Regions from separate parts of the Ovis aries genome. Here region 2 is linked to region 1. The links are chromatin contacts, called in public Hi-C maps. All regions are on one chromosome and are shown on one strand. Each heading gives the region's core, a stretch centred on a gene start, on an enhancer-like site or on the middle of the called end of the contact. The rest is flanking DNA. Distances are from core to core; before and after follow the strand shown. Region 1 has its middle 7.3 kb from the start of ADIPOQ. Region 2 has its middle 15 kb from the start of AHSG.

What was found. Hi-C and Micro-C count contacts between places; a contact is called where the count stands out from the background.
Region 2: a Hi-C map of hypothalamus shows a contact between it and region 1, with 4 times the contacts expected there. The contact joins two enhancer-like sites. A contact is called at or near these places in 8 of 16 Hi-C or Micro-C datasets (blood, hypothalamus, liver and 3 more).

The regions. Positions count from the first base shown.
Region 1 is chr1:201,207,082-201,212,147 of ARS-UI_Ramb_v3.0, forward strand. No RefSeq gene overlaps it. Among named protein-coding and RNA genes, the nearest start is that of ADIPOQ, 7.3 kb to the left of the region's middle. Within about 2 kb of position 2,735, at least 5 of the 54 cell types and tissues checked have an H3K27ac peak or open chromatin away from gene starts, as enhancers often do. A contact at or near this core is called in hypothalamus, where this site is marked.
Region 2 is chr1:201,398,440-201,403,763 of ARS-UI_Ramb_v3.0, forward strand. No RefSeq gene overlaps it. Among named protein-coding and RNA genes, the nearest start is that of AHSG, 15 kb to the left of the region's middle. Within about 2 kb of position 2,117, at least 7 of the 54 cell types and tissues checked have an H3K27ac peak or open chromatin away from gene starts, as enhancers often do. A contact at or near this core is called in hypothalamus, where this site is marked.

The DNA of each region.
Region 1 (5,066 bases), core at 1,485-3,984:
TAATTTTCCAAAAGCTTTAGGGGAAAAAAAGGTTTAGGAGATTTTGATCTCATTGTTCTGTAATCTTTCTTACCTAATCAAACGGAAAGATGACAGAAGTTTTACCCACAGAGGAGTATCTTTTTTGTTGTTATTTTTGGTTTTACTTTCAAAGGGCTTGGAAAAGGTTTTGCAACCAATTCATTCAGTAGCCTGGGTGACCTGGGCAGCTACTGTGTATAAGGGCCTGGAGAAGAGTACTCAGGGCCCATGGGGATCAGTGGGAGGACAGAATGGCCCTGTCCCAGAGCACCTGAGGCCAGCACCTGGGGGACGTCAGCAGTGGTGACTGGGAGTGAAATGGCTCCTCTGGCAGCCAGTCTGTGACAGGTTTGTGGAGAGGGTCTTCCTGAAACCTCCCTTCCTGGCTGGGAGGTTTGAGCACTTCGCGTTCTTCCAGTGCCATCAAGTGTGGCCGTTTTTGTAGATTTATAAAATGGCTGAGGTCCAAAAGAATGAGAGTTTCAGGCTGTTTCCGTAGTGTGCGACTAGCCACCAGATGGTCAAAAGTATTTAAGGGAATCCAAGCGATGTGTTTGGGCTTCCCAGGTGGCTCAGTGGCAAAGAACTCTCCTGCCAGTGCAAGAGACACAGGAGACGTGGGTCTGATGCCTGGGTCGGGAAGATCCCCTGGAGGACGAAACGGCAACCCACTTCAGTATTCATGCCTGGGAAATCCCATGGACAAGAGGAACTTGGCGGGCTACAGTCCATAGTGTCAGAAAGAGTCAGACACAGCTGAGAGACCGAGCATGCATGCATGCAAGCAACGTGTTTTCTGAGGCTAGTAGTCAGAATCCTGAGGATTCCTCTGTCCAGATGGAGCTCTTACATATTCTTACTGAGAAATGTATTAGCGTGATTGACAAGATAATTGGAGAGACGAAAGCAGAGAAGTCCGCTGGGAAATCTATGTGTTCAAAACTGACTATATGAACATATGTTATAAAAAATGTGAAAATATGCCATTGTAGATTATGCTAGAGTACACTGTCTTTTGACCTGGTAGATTGACCTGGTAACTTATACATGTCCAATGTTGTTAATGCAGCAGTGGGCTCTGAGTGCTTAGAAAAACCCCCAATCTGTTGACCCACAAGCTTGAATTGGATCTAAAACAGGTTTTTCCCCCTCCCTTTAGGGAAGGAATCTGCGCAACCTTTCAAGGGTTTCTGAATGCAGGTGGAGGATGTTAGGAGTGGTTTGCCAAGACCCCACTCCCATCATCTTGGTCTGCAGAACTCCCCTGAGGAATCCTGCTGCAGAGCTCCTTTGCTCTGCTCTGCTTCCTCTCCAACTACACTTCACAGCTGGCTGGCCTAACTGTCCTTCTTCCCTGCAGTTCACAAAGCAACAATCAGAGGTGGAGAGGGAAGGACTCACCTCCAAGGGTTAAGTAGAGGAGTGAAAGGATCAGGGACACAGCCAGGAAGGGGCTGGAGAATTCCAGACATGGCAAGTCAGATGGTCTTCTAAACCGTGGTTGGAACAGTCCGCTCAGGAAGAGCCCTGACTGCTGGTGTTGCTTCCTAGCTTCATGCACACTGGCTGTGAGGACCGAAGGAGGCCATGTCTGTCAAGCACCAGGGCCAGCCTTTAATGACAGTGTCTTTCTGAACCCTATGGCCCAATGGTCTTGGCCAATACATCCTCCCTGGTGTGTATACATTGCTCCTCCGTGCACAGATGTCCCTCTCTTTCCTCTCCACTTGGAGAAAATACTTGCTCCAGAAGACCCAGCTCACCCCTTCCCTGACTGCATCAGGAAGAGGAAGTGGCAAGGTTCTGTGCCCCCACAGTATTTGTCACACCATGTCACAATGATCCGTTTCCACATCCATCTCCCCCAACCAGACTGAGAGTTTCCCGTTCATCTTCATCCCTGCCTGGTGTCTCCTGGTTGCAAGTTCCTTTCTTAGGATGGGGTTAGCCAGGAAATAGGCATTGAATTAAATGAGTGAATGCATACATAAATAAGTAAATATTCTTACAGTCAAAATGGAACAATGTGGATTGGAAAATAATGCAAATAGAAGGAAATAAAATTTCCCAAATTGGGGAAGAACTTTGTTTTAGTGTGCAAATAATAAATATTGTATCCAACCAATTTGAAACACACTCTACTGAGACATTGGGGAAGAACTTTGTTTTAGTGTGCAAATAATAAATATTGTATCCAACCAATTTGAAACACACTCTACTGAGACAGATACTTCGTTGTTAGGAAAGGGAGCATGAGTGGGTGAATTCACAATCATAGCTTAACGTTCTGAAAAATTTCAAACACTCTGCTGAACAACTGTGCCTAGGAGCCCCTCTCTGACAGTCTGTCCCTTAGTTTCTGCTCTTTTTTGGCCACAGTTAAAGGGCTTCTTTGTGAACACACTATTTCTATTTTCTTGAATTCTACAGTGATGTTCCTGAGTCTCATGGGAGACAGCCCCCAGCTGCCTCCTGACCCAATCCATTCCAGGAACAAATCAGGCGACCGAAGATTCAGCCAGATCCCTCATCCAGTAAACAGAGAAAATCAAAACACCCTAACAATTCCCAAACTATTGATTACTAAATCCAAAACTACCTCTAAAACTAAACAACTCCAGAGCTCAGGATGCTGGTTAGTAGCCATGATCGCTCAGCTCTCCACCTACCCTCTGCTCTCTGCTTTGTGGTTGGGGCCATTCACCGCCTTTGCCAGCTGCTCCCAAGTCAGCCTCTGACAACAGTGCTGAGGAGCGGAGGCTGGAGGAGGGGAAAGGGCTGTGTTTCTCCTTGGGTGCCTGGGTTCCCTTCAGTATTGCCCTAGCAACTGGCCTCCACCCGGAGAGCCGTAGACAGCTCCAGGACCTGAGGTTTACCATTTCCCCAACACTTCACTAACCAGCCTCATCATACCCCATCCTCCAGCACCAGCTGGCAGTGCCCCTACCCCAGAGCTCTGAATCCAGTTCCCAGGCCTGTCTCCGAGTCCCTAGGACACCTGTTCCACTGGGCAGTGCTGCCTCCTCAGAGGGCTACCCCCAGCCGTGTGGGGCCACCAACCTCTTCCCTGTTTTCCCTGAGACTTTGGGCTGCACTATACTTCATTATTTTTTTGTTTTGCCTTTTTCATTTTCCAATAGCTGAGTAAAAATTCTTTATTTAAATGTATTAAATGTTTTCTGTTATACCCAGTATGGAGTCTCTATCAGATTGGACTCTGACAGTAACTCTAAAGCTAAATAATTTTAAAAATAAATAAATTTTAAAATCAATTAAGTAAAAATAAAGAACGGAAAAAATTTTAATTTAAAAAGTTAAGAAATTGACAATTAATAGCTCTGAAGATAACTTAAAACTAAATAGGTGAAAACGTATGACAAAATTTAGAGAAAATTTTAAAAAACTGAAATTAAGTCTAATAAAATAAAATTTACTTGAAAATAAATAATTCAAAAATAAATAACTAAAAACTAAATCTTTCAAACATAAAACAAAATTACATATGTCAAAAGTAAATAAAAATGGATTTAAAAAACTAAAAATAACTCAAAATTACAATAAAATGAAGAGAAACTGAAAAATAACTCAGACACTAAGTCTAAAAATGAATAATTTTAAGTATTAACAAATAATTATCAAAGCTAATTCAAAAATAACTGAAGGTAAGTAACTGATAATGACCTTTGAAAAAAAGTAAGTTTGAAAATAAGATGAAAACTACAAAATCAAATAACTAGAAATCTAAAGAACTAAATGGGCTTCCTAGGTGACTCAGTGGTAAAGAACCGGCCTGTCAATGCAGGAGACACTGGGTTTGATCCCTGCTGGAGAGAGGCATGGCAACCCACTCCAGTATTCTTGCCTGGAGAATCCCATGGACAGAGGAGCCTGGCAGACCACAGTCCTGCTGCTGCTGCTGCTGCTAAGTCGCTTCAGTCGTGTCCGATTCGCTGCGACCCCGTAGATGACAGCCCACCAGGCTCCCCCGTCCCTGGGATTCTCCAGGCAAGAACTCTGCAGTGGGTTGCCATTTCCTTCTCCAGTGCGTGAAAGTGAAGTCGCTCAGTCGTGTCCGACTCTTAGCGACGCCGTGGACTGCAGCCCACCAGGCTCCTCCGTCCATGGGATTTCCCAGGCAAGAGAACTGGAGTGGGGTGCCATCGCCTTCTCCGGGGCCACAGTCCATGGAGTCGCAAAAGAGTGGGACACAGAGCCACTAAACAACAACTACAACAAAGCACTAAATAGAAATGAAAAAAAGAAAAAGAAAGAAAACTGTCCCTCGGGCTGGTCTGCTGTCCCCCGGGTGCCAGTTCGGGTTTCTCCCAGGCTGGGTGAGCCTCCCAGGAGTGCGCCCGGCGTTGAACTGGACCGCTTGCTCCTCAGGCTCGGGGAAGACGGTCTGGTTGCCCCCGCGCAGGACTGCGGATCTGCGGGCTCCCAGGCCCCTGTGCCGCTTCTGCTCCAGTGAGGGGCCGGCCTCCGCACCCAAAGCAGCGGCTCCCCGGAATGCAGGCGGGCCGGGAGGCCTCGGGGTCTGGAGTCAGTGTCAGTTCTCAGCCTCAGGTCCCCTTCCTGCGCCCGCACACCCTATGCTGGAAACCAGACAGCTTCACCTTGGCTGATGGGGGTCTGTGATCCCCATTTTCCCCTTTCCAACTCAGAATTCTTTCACAAAGAAGTGTCCACGTGGTGTTCATATCCCTACCTCCCGGTCCTCAGGAAAAAACTGTCTTTTTGCGCTTGCCGATCTTCCTGCTGTCCCTCCTTCCCGCCCTCCTTCCCTCCATCTCTTCCCTGATGACTGCCTATTTCCCATCTCCTTGGCAGCCTCTGCCAAAAGTCACTGCTCTCCCCTCCGTGGGGAAATCAGAGGGAGGAATACACCTTGCCTCTCTTGTCAAAGAACTGGCTAATTAACCAATTAGCCACACACTATGCACCTGTCCTGTGCCAGGGCTGCTGTCCTTAAAGACACTGCAGAGACAGCCACCCCCACCAAATACGAGCCTACTGTGTGCCTACTAGGATGTCAGCTATTTGGC
Region 2 (5,324 bases), core at 867-3,366, 190 kb after region 1:
GCAATCTGTGCCTGCAGGCTCAGGCTGTGACAGGGACTCTGAGGTCAGCCAGCTGGCCATTGCCTACTGTCTGTAGTCAGGGAAGGCTGGAATTCTGAAATGGAATAATACCATCGTTCACAGAAACTAATGTGTTTTATTAATATTATATAAAATTAAAACCCTTAATATTGATTTCAAGAAAATTCTTGGCACAAAACAAATAATCACACGACAGAAAAATAAAGAGACAACAAAACAAACAAAAAGTGAGAGGACTTTGCCAGCATATAGTCGGAAAAATAATTTTAAAGACATTTTTAGGGAATTTAAGCCCAGAACCACATAAGTAGCTTGTACTCTTAGAAGTATGAGTGAATAAAGTTATTCATTAAAATAAATGGAAATGTGTGAAAGACAAGTTTACATTTTAACCATATTGTCAGTACATGCAACAGTTTCTACAGCTGCAATATAAAGGATGAGGTGCATGTGTAAAGAAAATCACTGCCTCTCTGTTCCCCTGCATAAATGTCCAACGTGGCGTGCAGTTTTCGATGCATGCCAATCCATGCACCAGTCCAAGAAGGACTCACCAGGGTCTGGCCTGTCACTGCACACACTCACCCATCAACAGTCATGTCTTGGCCCTGCTCTTCTAGGTTTCCATGCACATTTCTCACAGATTCCTCCTTCATGGAATATTCTCAGGACTCAGCCTGGCTCTGCCTATCCAGGCCCTTCAGCCATCGCTCTTGCCCATGGCAATTACAAACAACACGCATCTTCCATGCAAGCTGCCCCTTCAATGCGGGTCCATAGAGTGACCAACCGTCCTGGCTTGATGAAGGGGTCCATGGGGTCGCAAAGAGTTGGACATGACCGAGGGACTGAAGAACAAACCCCTCCAGAGTGGACAGCACCTTCTCCTGGAAATAAAGAAACCGTCTCAAAAATGTTTCTTATGGGCCTGGGCTTTCCCTCTGGAGGTTTTTTGCAATCAGGCTCAGGCACACAACCCATGGACCCCAAGTTTCATTCTGGAATTTGAAACTTCTAATTCTAAGACCAGAAACTAACAAGGATGAGTTGGTCACCCTGGTGCTGGTACAGGTCACACCAAGTACTGTGAGTCTTGACTTTCAGAATTCCAGCAGCATAGGCCCAAGAAATTTAAGGCTTCCTGCTGTATTAACACCCTGACAGATGGTACACCACAGGTCAATTCTGGAGCCACCTGTGTTTATTTCTTATAAGACTCTGTGGTTGGTTTGCTTTTCCCTCTTTTAACCTTTAGTACTGTTGACCTGAAACAAGTGAACTACCAGATATTTCTCCAGCAAAGATGGATTGCTGGGTCAGCAGAGAATTGGAGTTCGGAGCCTGAAACCAAGGCGAGGTACATACAAGTCCCAGCATGGCAAGGGAAGGAGAACACTTTTATAGAGAGGAAAAGGAATTTGGGAGGGCTGTGGTAAACAAATAGTCCATGGCTTTTCATCAGCTGAGTCCTTACTGGGAAAGAAGAGGAGTCTTTCTTCTTCCAGTTGGTCTATGCTGTCATCTCAGGGCATGAGAACTTCAAACAGTCTGATTTTAAGATCAGACCAAAGTTCCAAACAGTAACTCACATAGAGAATAAAGCTTTAACCAGAAAGATGAAACCTTTAAATAGATCCTAAATAAAGGAGAGCTTTAAACACAAGGGAGTGTGAGGTCAGATCCAAGAGAAAGATGTACCTTCCGACTCCAGGTTCATGAGAAAAGCAGTAAGCCACTCTGGGCTCAAGTGTGGATACCATACCTATTTGTTTAGCAGTCCTGGAACCACTGAAAGTCTTTCCTGGTCCCTGTTCATGCCACCAAAATATTGACTGAAACAAATAGACTGCTAGATATTTCTCCAGCAAAGATGGGTTTATTCTGACCAGTAGAGAATTACATTTCATTGTCTGCAACCAGGGTGAGCTACAGGCTAGTCCCAAACAGCAAGGGAAGGAGAACGCTTTCATTAAGAGTGAAAGGAAGTTGGAAGGGTTGTAGTAAGCAAGAAGTCCATGGTTTCCCACTGACTGAGTCCTTGCTAGGAAAGAGAAATCTTGCTTACTCTGGGGATCTGCTGTCCTCCCAGAGCGTGAGAGTGCCCCCTTCTGGTCTCCTAACTCTATTTGCAGTTTCTCTATTAATGTTTTATAGTACACCCCCTCCTGGCAGTTCCTGTCTTTCTGGCCGTGGAGCTCACTGAGAATGTAGGGTCAGTTTCCATCCGCTCTTTGCAGAAATCCTTCAGCAGGGACATTTCTGGTTTTTTTTCAGAGTGGGGAGTACTACAGGGTCAGAAATCCACACATTAGCAGGTCAATGAATGTTTTACACTGGTTGACACTAGGGGAAGATAACCTGTTAAGGTTTCAAAAATACAATGTTTTACCAGAAGTGCAAATTTCTTCAAAAAAAGTTTAATTGTATTTATTTCATAATAGTAAATAATAACTGTCTTCACTCAGGCTGCTATAACAAATTACCATAAATTGGGTGGCTTAAACAGCAGACATGTATTTCTCACAGTTCCAGAGGTTGAGAAGTCCAAGGTGTTGGCAGATCCAGTGTCCGGTGAGGGCACGCTTCCTGGTTTGCAGATGGCTGTCTTCTTCTTGTATCCTCACATGGTGGAAAGAGAGATCTTCTCTCACATCTCTATAAGGCACTAATCCCATTTATAAGGGTTCCATCCTCATGACCTTGTTACCTTCTGAAAACTCTACTTCTGAATACCATCACTAGGCATTAGGGCTGAAATCTATGAGTTTGGTGGTTGGAGGAGAATTAAGGGCCACAAACATCCAGTCCACAGTGATAACTAATATTTAAAGAGTATTTGCTGCATACCAGGTACTTTGCCAAGTACTTTTAAGTACATCGTGTTGTGTATCTTCAGAATATGATGTAGGTCAGGAGACTGAGGCTCAGAGAGGTTCAGATACTTCTCCGAGGTCACATTGCTGATAATGGGAAGATCTGGGCTTTGAATTCAGACAGTCTCACTGCAGAGTCAGCACTTGGATTCAGAACCGCAGACCTGGAGCTAAGCAGGATCACACTCAAGCAAATTGAGAACATTGCAATTTCATAGACAGTGTTCTGGGCAATTGTGGAGCGAGCGTTATCAGTCAGGGTGCATCTCCTTCCTGAACCTATGTCTTCCTGGACCTACATCTGTATCACTGATGGGGCTCTCAGTTTCTATAGCAAGAGTTAAGTAAAAGATAAACATAGCTGTACATTGAATGAATCCAAGAATTGCCCAGAGTTTGGCCAGTCCGAGATTCTATGGTCATTCTGGATTTATATGCTGTCACCAAAATTCCAGGGACCACACGCCCATGGCTTACACGTAGCCAAGGATCCGTCTCAGCTCAGCCAGTTTCTCTAGAAAGTGAGCCACGCTGACTAGATCTAGGCTTGAAACTTCAAAGAAATGTAAAACAAAGACCATCAAAGAAATGTAAAGACAACTCATAGTGTGGTACTTCGTAACAGTTTGAGTTTGCATCTCCTTTTTGATCAAATTCTTGGCATGCACACACATCTTGGAGTAACTGTGTTTTGAGTTCTTCCCTAGAGTTTTAGGTTCAAATGTGACATTTTGCATGTTTTCCAAGTTTTCTGCACTGAACATGAATTATATGGGGTCAGGGGTCAGTGTGGGAACCCCTTGCACTAGATTGTGAGCGCCCCCCCCTCACCCCGTGCTGAGAAGCATATTTGAGCACCTTACACACACCTATCCTCGGCACCTTGCACAGCACTTGGCAGCTGGTGGGGATGAATTCAGTGATCACACTATGGCAAGTCCTGAGGGCTACCAGAAGATGCAATTGACTTTAAGGACTTTCCTTGTGCTATTTGGTTTAAAACACAATTGTGCTATGCTTCGTCGCTCAGTTGTGTCTGACCCTCTGTGACCCCATGGACTGTAGCCCGCCAGGCTCCTCTCTGTTCATGGGGATTCTCCAGGCAAGAACGCTGGAGTGGGTTGCCATGCCCTCCTCCAGGGAAACACAACTAGTAGTCCTCTTTTCCCAGAACCAGGTTCTGAGAGGTTTCAGCTATGGGAATGAAAGGAACCAGACCTGTCCTCTTGACAACAGTCTCCGGTTTGAGTGTCCACAGCTCCAATCAGCATCCTTCATGTTCTCATGGAAGGTCACTGACGTGTAACCCACATTTTTCAGGCCCCCCCCCCCCCCACCAAGCAGAGAAGGGGATAACCCCATGGACTAGAATGGTGCTACCTTTGGCTCAGGTCCCATTTCCAAGACTCCTGCTCCCAGAATCTTCCCTTCCTGGGTGGCAGGGACAGGGAGGTGCTCATGGATGTGCAGATAGTCCCTTCATTCTTCTTAACTTTCGCTGCCCTCTTTCATGCTGCAAGAGCACCATGAGGCTTCTCCATTGCTGCTCTAACATCCCTGGCTCATGGTTACTGCTCTTATGTTTATCTCATGTGATCTCCCGGGCAAATTGTATTTTCTTAAAAAAAGGGGGGGGCACAGCAGTATATGCAGATCTCTGTACTCTTTCAGAACCTGAAGAGTCTTTCATCAAAAGGTTGAGTCTAATTTCTCTCCCCTGGAATATGGGTGAGCCTTTGTGGATGCCACGAATAGAAAGAATATGGAGAAAAGATGCTGCGTGACTTAGGAGGCTAGGTCATACAAAGAAATAAAGCTTTTCCTTTCTTTTGTCTTTTGAAACATGTGTTTTGGTAAGCCCTGAACTGACATAGAGGAAGGGCAGCTATGCTAAAGCTGCCATGCAGCCAAGGTTACATGGGGATAAAAATTCCCAAGAAGCCTCATTGTTCCAGCCACTAGCTGCTTGAATCCTCCCAGGGTCAACTATTAGAAATGTGAATAGAGCTTTCAGACAACTCCAGTCCCCAGGTTTTGAGCTGTCCCTGTAGACACCACATGCACAAAGGAGCTGTCTTCATCAAGTCCATCCCATACTGCGGGCTTGCAATAAAAATAAATGTTGCTATTTCAAGCTGCTCAGTTTGGCGTAATTTGATCCCGGCAATAGTAACTGGGGTATCACCATTAACAGCATCATCAGGCTGCTCACCTGGCTTCCTTCTTGTTGCAGTTGGTGAGCAGAATTAGGGGAAGTTTCTTGCTCCCACCAGTGTCAAAATTCTTTTATCAAACCTCAAAACATGGAGACATCTAACTCATACCATTTGGAGACTTACAGCTTCATATAGTGGTCCTGATGGTATAAAACTTCGAATCAACTGATTCTTTAGTTGGTTACAGTTTTGCGTGCTCAATAGTTTCAGTTGT